Linked DNA regions of Ovis aries: region 2 is linked to region 1. The links are chromatin contacts, called in public Hi-C maps. All regions are on one chromosome and are shown on one strand. The core of a region is the stretch at or near the end of the contact, and the rest is flanking DNA. Distances in the headings are between cores, read along the strand shown.

What was found. A called contact is a pair of places that touch in the nucleus more often than the background predicts.
Region 2: a contact with region 1 is called in a Hi-C map of liver, with 5 times the contacts expected there. The contact joins the promoter of ATR here to the promoter of U2SURP in region 1. A contact is called at or near these places in 5 of 16 Hi-C or Micro-C datasets (hypothalamus, liver, mixed tissues and 2 more).

The regions. Positions count from the first base shown.
Region 1 is chr1:246,622,032-246,625,379 of ARS-UI_Ramb_v3.0, reverse strand. It overlaps U2SURP (U2 snRNP associated SURP domain containing), which reads left to right and starts at 1,860. Exons shown (of 27, transcript XM_060405600.1): 1 at 1,860-1,925. The coding sequence starts at 1,881. It overlaps LOC121817228 (a long non-coding RNA gene), which reads right to left and starts at 1,687. Exons shown (of 2, transcript XR_006057032.2): 1 at 775-1,687.
Region 2 is chr1:247,071,180-247,074,981 of ARS-UI_Ramb_v3.0, reverse strand. It overlaps ATR (ATR serine/threonine kinase), which reads right to left and starts at 1,918. Exons shown (of 47, transcript XM_012102124.5): 1 at 1,778-1,918. The coding sequence starts at 1,836.

The sequences.
Region 1 (3,348 bases), core at 611-3,110:
TCTGAAACCTCCATCTGTTTACCCCATCTCCACCTTCAGAATTAATTCTTTCAGAGTTCCCACAGCTAGTGATCCTTCCTTTCAGCATCTGTTGAATTCTACAGTGTCAGTTTGCTGGTACCTTCTCCCCTCTGCTGCTGCTGCTGCTAAGTCGCGTCAGTCGTGTCTGACTCTATGCGACCCCATAGATGGCAGCCCACCAGGCTCCCCCATCCCTGGGATTCTCTCCAGTGGGTTGCCATTTCCTTCTCCAATGCATGAAAGTGAAAAGCGAAAGTGAAGTCGCTCAGTCATGTCCGACTCTTTGCGACTCCATGGACCGCAGCCTACCAGGTTCCTCCGGTCCATGGGATTTTCCAGGCAAGAGTACCGGAGTGGGGTGCCATTGCCTTCTCCATCTCCCCTCTATTCCTCATTAAATGTTAAATTATATGAAGATAATATTGTAGTCATCTGTGTAAGCCTCTGAACACTTCATGCAGGCTTTTACACACAATAAGTAGGTAAGTGTGTGTGAGTGGCTCAGTCGTGTCCGACTCTTTGCGACCCCAGGGACTGTAGCCTGCCAGGATCCTCTGTCCATGGAATTCTCCAGGCAGGAGTACTGGAGTGGGTTGCCATTTCCTTCTCCAGGGGATCTTCCTGACCCAGGGATCCAACCTGGGTCACCTACATTGCAGGTGACAATTAGCTAAGACTCTTTGAGACCCCATGAATCGGAGCACGCCAGGCCTCCCTGTCCATCACCAACCCCCGGAGTTCACTCAGACTCACGTCCATCGAGTCCGTGATGCCATCCAGCGATCTCATCCTCTGTCGTCCCCTTCTCCTCCTGCCCCCAATCCCTCCCAGCATCAGTCTTTTCCAATGAATCAACTCTTCGCATGAGGTGGCCAAAGTACTGGAGTTTCAGCTTCAGCATCATTCCTTCCAAAGAACACCCAGGGCTGATCTCCTTCAGAATGGACTGGTTGGATCTCCTTGCAGTCCAAGGGACTCTCAAGAGTCTTCTCCAACACCACAGTTCAAAAGCATCAATTCTTCGGCGCTCAGCCTTCTTCACAGTCCAACTCTCACATCCATACATGTAGATCCTATTAAGAACTTAGGTGCTCCCGTCCATTTGTGATTAGAAACGAAAACAAGATTAAACCGTAAAATGTAACTTTTAAAATGACAACTTACATGATGCTATATAAATAGACACCGTCTATTTATAATTTTCCTTTCATTCATCCTCTCTCTGCAAGTCCCGGTTTTGACCCGAATAGTCTATCCGAAAACTCCACTGCCAGAGTCTCAGGTTGGGTCAAAAGCTCCCTTCCTATGCTTCCGGACACGACTTTCTTGAACAGACTGCAAGTTTGCCGTCCCCCAGCAGGGCGTGACGCCAGAGGTAGGACGGATATCATCTTCATCCCAGGAGAGCCGGACAAACCCCTGCCCCGCCCCGTCCCGCCCCCTCCACCTCCCAGTCGGCTTCAGATTTATTTTCTGAGTTGAAGTAAAAGCTCCTCCCAAGCTGATCATTCATTTCTTCTTTAAGAAGTCTTTCCTTCCCCGCCCAGCACCTATCTAGGGTTGGGGCTGGAAAAACAGTGAAGTAACAACCGGCCCCGAAAGCCAGTACGAAAAGATTCACTAAATTCTCCGGCCCAATAGCAAAACCCGACACGGAGACGCCCCCAAATATTCAGTGGGCGGGCCCAGGAAATGCTCAACACCGGAAGTCATGTGGCGCAGTTCTCCTTGAATTCCTCAGGTCGGCAGTCGACTATTCAGCCTTGCAGGCTCCTCTGGCGGGCTCCGCTGTGATCCAGCCTTTCGGTGCTCGACTCGCCCGTGCTGCTGCCGCCGCTGAAGGAGGGGCAAAGCTCAAGATGGCGGACAAAACGCCAGGCGGCTCTCAGAAGGCCAGTTCAAAGGTAATTTCTTAGAGGACTTCTTAAGTCAGTGGCCCTATCACTGTCGTCTGGGGGCTATAGACGCTTCTGGCCAGCGGGAGGAGATTGGGGTCGGGGTCCGTGTTCTGGTCGCGACGGTAGGCCGGGGCGCAGACGGACCGTGGTGCGCAGGTTGAGAGGCCTGGTGTCTCCCCTTAGTCCCAGCTTGGATTCGGCTCGAGACTGGGGGCCCCAGGGCTGGTGGCGTGAGTATTTTGGCCCGAGTTTAGCACTGGAGTGAAATCAGGGATTTAGATTGAGGTCTTAAATCCGGAAAACGCGCCGGGGTGTTTCAGCTTGTTGCGCTCTTCAGGCCGCCGGGCAGAGCCTAGGAGAGGCGGGAATCGCTTCCCTTAGCTTAAGTGTCTGCCTCCTTTTCCTTTGGTTTTGGATCTCACACGCTTCCGGCCTCCCCCCGTTTCCCTCACATCCTCCGGGAAATAAATAATCTTTAGGGCCATCAGTTGTGAGAGGAGGACCAATAGTGAAGGGACGCGGGGTGGGAAGTGCAGTTCCCCTTTGCGGTGATGCATCGCCAAGGTTAACGCTACGCTCTACACGTGGTTTTACCTCACGTAAGAGGAAGTACATTTGGAGGGCTCATTTCCATACTTGGAAGCCACCTAAGATTAGTAAATTGCTTTTGAGTTTACAGGGAACCGTGTGCACGTATTGTGGAAATTACTGAGCTGTGGAAGTAGTTTAGCGTTAGTTATGTTGTGATTAGCATCAGGTTCTAAGTTGCCATCTTGGACCGGTCCTTTAATCGACTTTTTGCTTTGAATTTCTCATCTCCAACACGATATTAAAAGTAATAGGTCCTGCCTGAAGTAGTTGTTAAACGCTTTTTGATGCTGATCCGAGAAGTTGTGTAATACTTAAAGGTTCTAAGGACTGTTACATCTTACAGAGTGTGTGTGATTGTAAGTAGGGTTTTAGGAAGTTACGTTTACGGTAGACGGAGCATGTCTGGTATGTACAATTTGTTCTCGGAAATGCAACCTGTTACATACTTGCTTCCTCAGTTTCTGTTAAATTGTAATCTTTATGCCGTTTGGTGAATGGTGTTTATAATTAGTTTGTTATCGGTAATGGATTTTCCAGAAATCCTTCAGTTGTGTAGAAACTAGGGCTAGTTTTGGCTACTTTACATGCGGGGTTTATTTCTTGTTTGTTTCTTCCTTCCCCAATACCTTTTCCCTTGGTGAGGAGGGGAATAATTGAGTACATGATTTCCCACTTTCCTCAGCCGACTCTGACAAAACCAGCCCAGGCCTCCTTACTGTTAGGGAACTGTTAGGAAAGCTGTGTGCGTGCTGAGTCTCTTCCGACTCTCTGCGATCCTATGGACTGTAGCCCGCTAGGCTCCTCTGTCCGTGGGATTCTCCAGGGAATAATACTGGAG
Region 2 (3,802 bases), core at 669-3,168, 450 kb before region 1:
ATACTGGGAGACTGAGTAAGCTTGAATGAAGCAGTTGCAATGAAAAAATCATGATCATTAAGAACTATTACTAGACAATTCTATGTGTCAGTTTTTCTACTCCTTCTATTAGAATGGCTACAAATGAGTAAAAGGTAACCTAAGTTCTGTTGATGAAAGAGAGTATAAACAAATCCAAGATACTATTATTTTCATTAACAAATATTACAGAGGAAGACAGAAAAGGGAAGAGAAGTATTAATCAATAAGTTCTATATTAAAGCAAGGTGGGGAAAACACACTGAACTTCACACTGAGCCTGAAAGATGAAATCTATATATCAGTTTCCCATATGAACACTTGCCTTCATCTTATTTTAGAAAGGTAGATGTTACTTTACAAAATGTTAACACAAGTATGCTTGCAACATTCATGCAAAATGGGGAAAAAATTATACACACAACAATAGGATGATTCAGTTAAGATAAGTATGGTCCCTTCATTTATATCCTCCTATTTATGTAACTGAGGAAGACTAAATGTCAATGTCTATAGGATCTACAAGTGGAGATAGACACAAATGTATGGCAAAAACAAAAGGAATTAAATATCCCATGGGATTAATGTCAGTTGTGGCTGTGTGCTAAGTTTTCAAGCAGTTTAAGAAATCGAAAAGCAACTATTCCAATCGACAGTTCAACTGCAGCAGTGGTATACAAGCTCACTTATTTTCTATTCACAGTGTATTACAAAAATTAAACAAAAAATCCTGTCTCTCATCTTCAGGCCAGGTTTAGGAAAGGCTATGCGTGTGTTGAATGGGGATAGCAGCCACTGACAAGTGTCCCCTCTCTTTCGGCAGCTCTTTTACAGAATTTTACTTTTACTTGGGTGGTAAAGAATCCACCTGCCAATGCAGGAAACGTGGGTTCGTTCCATTGCTGGGGTCGGGAAGACACACTCCAGTATTCTTGTCTGGAAAATCCCTTGGATAAAGGAGCCTGGTTGGCTGCGGACAAAAATGCCATCGACAGAGGAGCCTGGCAGGCTGCAGTCCATGGGGTCACAAAGAGTCAGACAGATACGACGTTTACGGGAAATAACAACTTGCAACTGGAACATTAAGCTATCTTCAAATTTTAGCAACATTCTGTGAACATTTATGTTTTGTGGACGTTGTGGGAGATCCCTGGGATTTCTGAGTAAAATAACGTTTTGAAGAGTGGATGATCAGTACGAAAAGGTCCCGTCTCCAGAATGGCCTATAGTTTCATTTAGAAACTTTTTAAAACAACTGGGCTTCCTTGCACAAAATCAGAATGAGTCATTTTTCTTCCGAGGGTAGTTTTGGGTCAAAAAGCTAAATACCAATACCAAATACTAAATACCACCAGTGATCATAAAGCATAGGAGCTGTGGAAAGTGCAGGGGGCAAGCACCCTATCTAAGGGACGAGGCTTTTGAGAAGCAAATGAGTGAAGGAAAGTGACGAGAAAGTGATCAGAAGGCAACTTCCCTCCCGCCGCTGAGGCAATCCCCTGGGGGCTCGGGATGGGGGGTGGGGGAAGAACTCCCGCCCGCGGCTGAGGTAAAGTGGGATCAACAGACGACCTGTCCCCTCCAACCCGTATCCCGCAGGTCTGCGGCGACTCCCCGCGCCCCGCGACCTTTCAACGGCCTCTCTGAGGGAGAAGCGCTCCAGTCAGCCGTGGAGCATCTCCACAAGGGCCGCGGTCGGGGTTGAGGGGACGCGCGCGACCGGTGAGGAAGAGCACGTTAGACGCCAGCCTGGCCCTACCTGCCCAGCTCCCGGAGGGCTGGGATCATAGACGCCAGTTCCAAGCCATGCTCGCCCATTCTGAGGACGCGCGGCACTCTTCAACTGCAACGAGGCGGGCTCCTGGCGTCTCCACAACTACCTCTGGTGAGGAGGCGCGGCGCCCGACGGAGCCTCACGGGGTCCAAAACTCCTCCCGGAAGCCGCGGCCGGTCGGCTCTCTAGGCCTCCGTTCGTTTCCGTGTAGGACCCGGGGGAGGCCTGGAGGCCGTGAGGGGGCGTGGCGAGGGGCGGGACGCGCTCCGGTCCGGTTTCCCGGGCAAGGTTCTCTCTGAGCCTGGAGCGCTCGGCAGGCGAGATTTGGTAGTTTTGGTTTTTGGCTGCTCTGCTCTATCACTCCCAGACACAGAGGCTCAGAGAAGCCAGACCTCTGAATCTGGGGACGACAGGGGCGTGGTGGGGACCAACCCAGAATCCCTCGCATCATAAACTTGAAAACTGAGGCAATTCAGCAGCTAAAGGCCCGGAATTAGATCGCAGGTTTCCTCCCCCACAGAGTCAAGCTCCCAGGTTCCTAATTTTCTACCACTCTCTTGACATCCTTTCTGAGAGTTATGGGGCAGAAGTTGGGCTCCTTCTTGTCCTTTCTGTTTCAGCAGATTTCACCACCTCTCCCTCCCCCAACAACTAGACGTCTCCCTTAGGGTTCCTTGAGAGTTCTCGCACTTTTAGTATTGAAAAAGAGAGTTGAATTGTATTTATTTGTGTTTCATAAAGTAAGCAACAGTGCTATGTGTTCAATATATTTATGTCTCCGTTACGGGCATCTATTACCTGTGATTTAATTTTTTTAAGTAAAATCAGTGGCTTTTGGCTGTGGATATTTTCTAGCTCAACCCAGTTTGTTTATGAAAAATGGTCATAATAAGAAACTGTTAACATGTCAAAATTATGTATTTGATCAGACAAGGCGTGTGGTGTGCTTACATTTGTTACTTAGCAAATGAGAATAATCATTATACAGTATCTTTAAACAAAAAAACTCAAAGTGATGGAGTAACAGCCAAATACAGTCCTGCCTCAGGGATTTTTTGCATTTGTTGCACCCTTTGTCACCCTGCTTATTTAACTTCTATGCAGAGTACATCATGAGAAACGCTGGGCTGGAGGAAACAAAAGCTGGAATCAAGATTGCCGAGAGAAATATCAATAACCTCAGATATACAGATGACACCACCCTTATGGCAGAAAGTGAAGAAGAACTAAAGAGCCTCTGATGAAAGTGAAAGAGGAGAGTGAAAAAGTTGGCTTAAAGCTCAACATTCAGAAAACGAAGATCATGGCATCCGGTCCCATCACTTCATGGCAAATAGATGGGGAAACAGTGGAAACAGTGGCTGACTTTATTTTTCTGGGCTCCAAAATCACTGCAGATGGTGATTGCAGCCATAAAATTAAAAGACACTTACTCCTTGGAAGGAAAATTATGACCAACCTAGACAGCATATTCGCAGAAGGCAATGGCACCCCACTCCAGTACTCTTGCCTGGAAAATCCCATGGACGGGGGAGTCTGGTGGGCTGCAGTCCATGGGGTCGCTGGGAGTCGGACACGACTGAGTGGCTTCACTTTCACTTTTCACCTTCACGCATTGGAGAGGAAATGGCAACCCACTCCAGTGTTCTTGCCTGGAGAATCCCAGGGACGGGGGAGTCTGGTGGGCTGCCGTCTATGGGGCAACACAGAATCGGACATGACTGAAATGACTTAGCAGCAGCAGCAGCAGCAGACAGTATATTAAAAAGCAGAGACATTATTTTATCAACAAAGGCCCATCTAGTCAAGGCTATGGTTTTTCCAGTGGTCATGTATGGATGTGAGAGTTGGACTATAAAGAAAGCTGAGCACCGAAGAATTGATGCTTTTGAACTGTGGTGTTGGAGAAGACTCTTGAGAGTCCCTTGGACTGCAAGGAGATCCAACCAGTCCGTCCTAAAGGAGATCAGTCCTGGGTGTTCACTGGAAGGACTGATGTTGAAGCTGAAA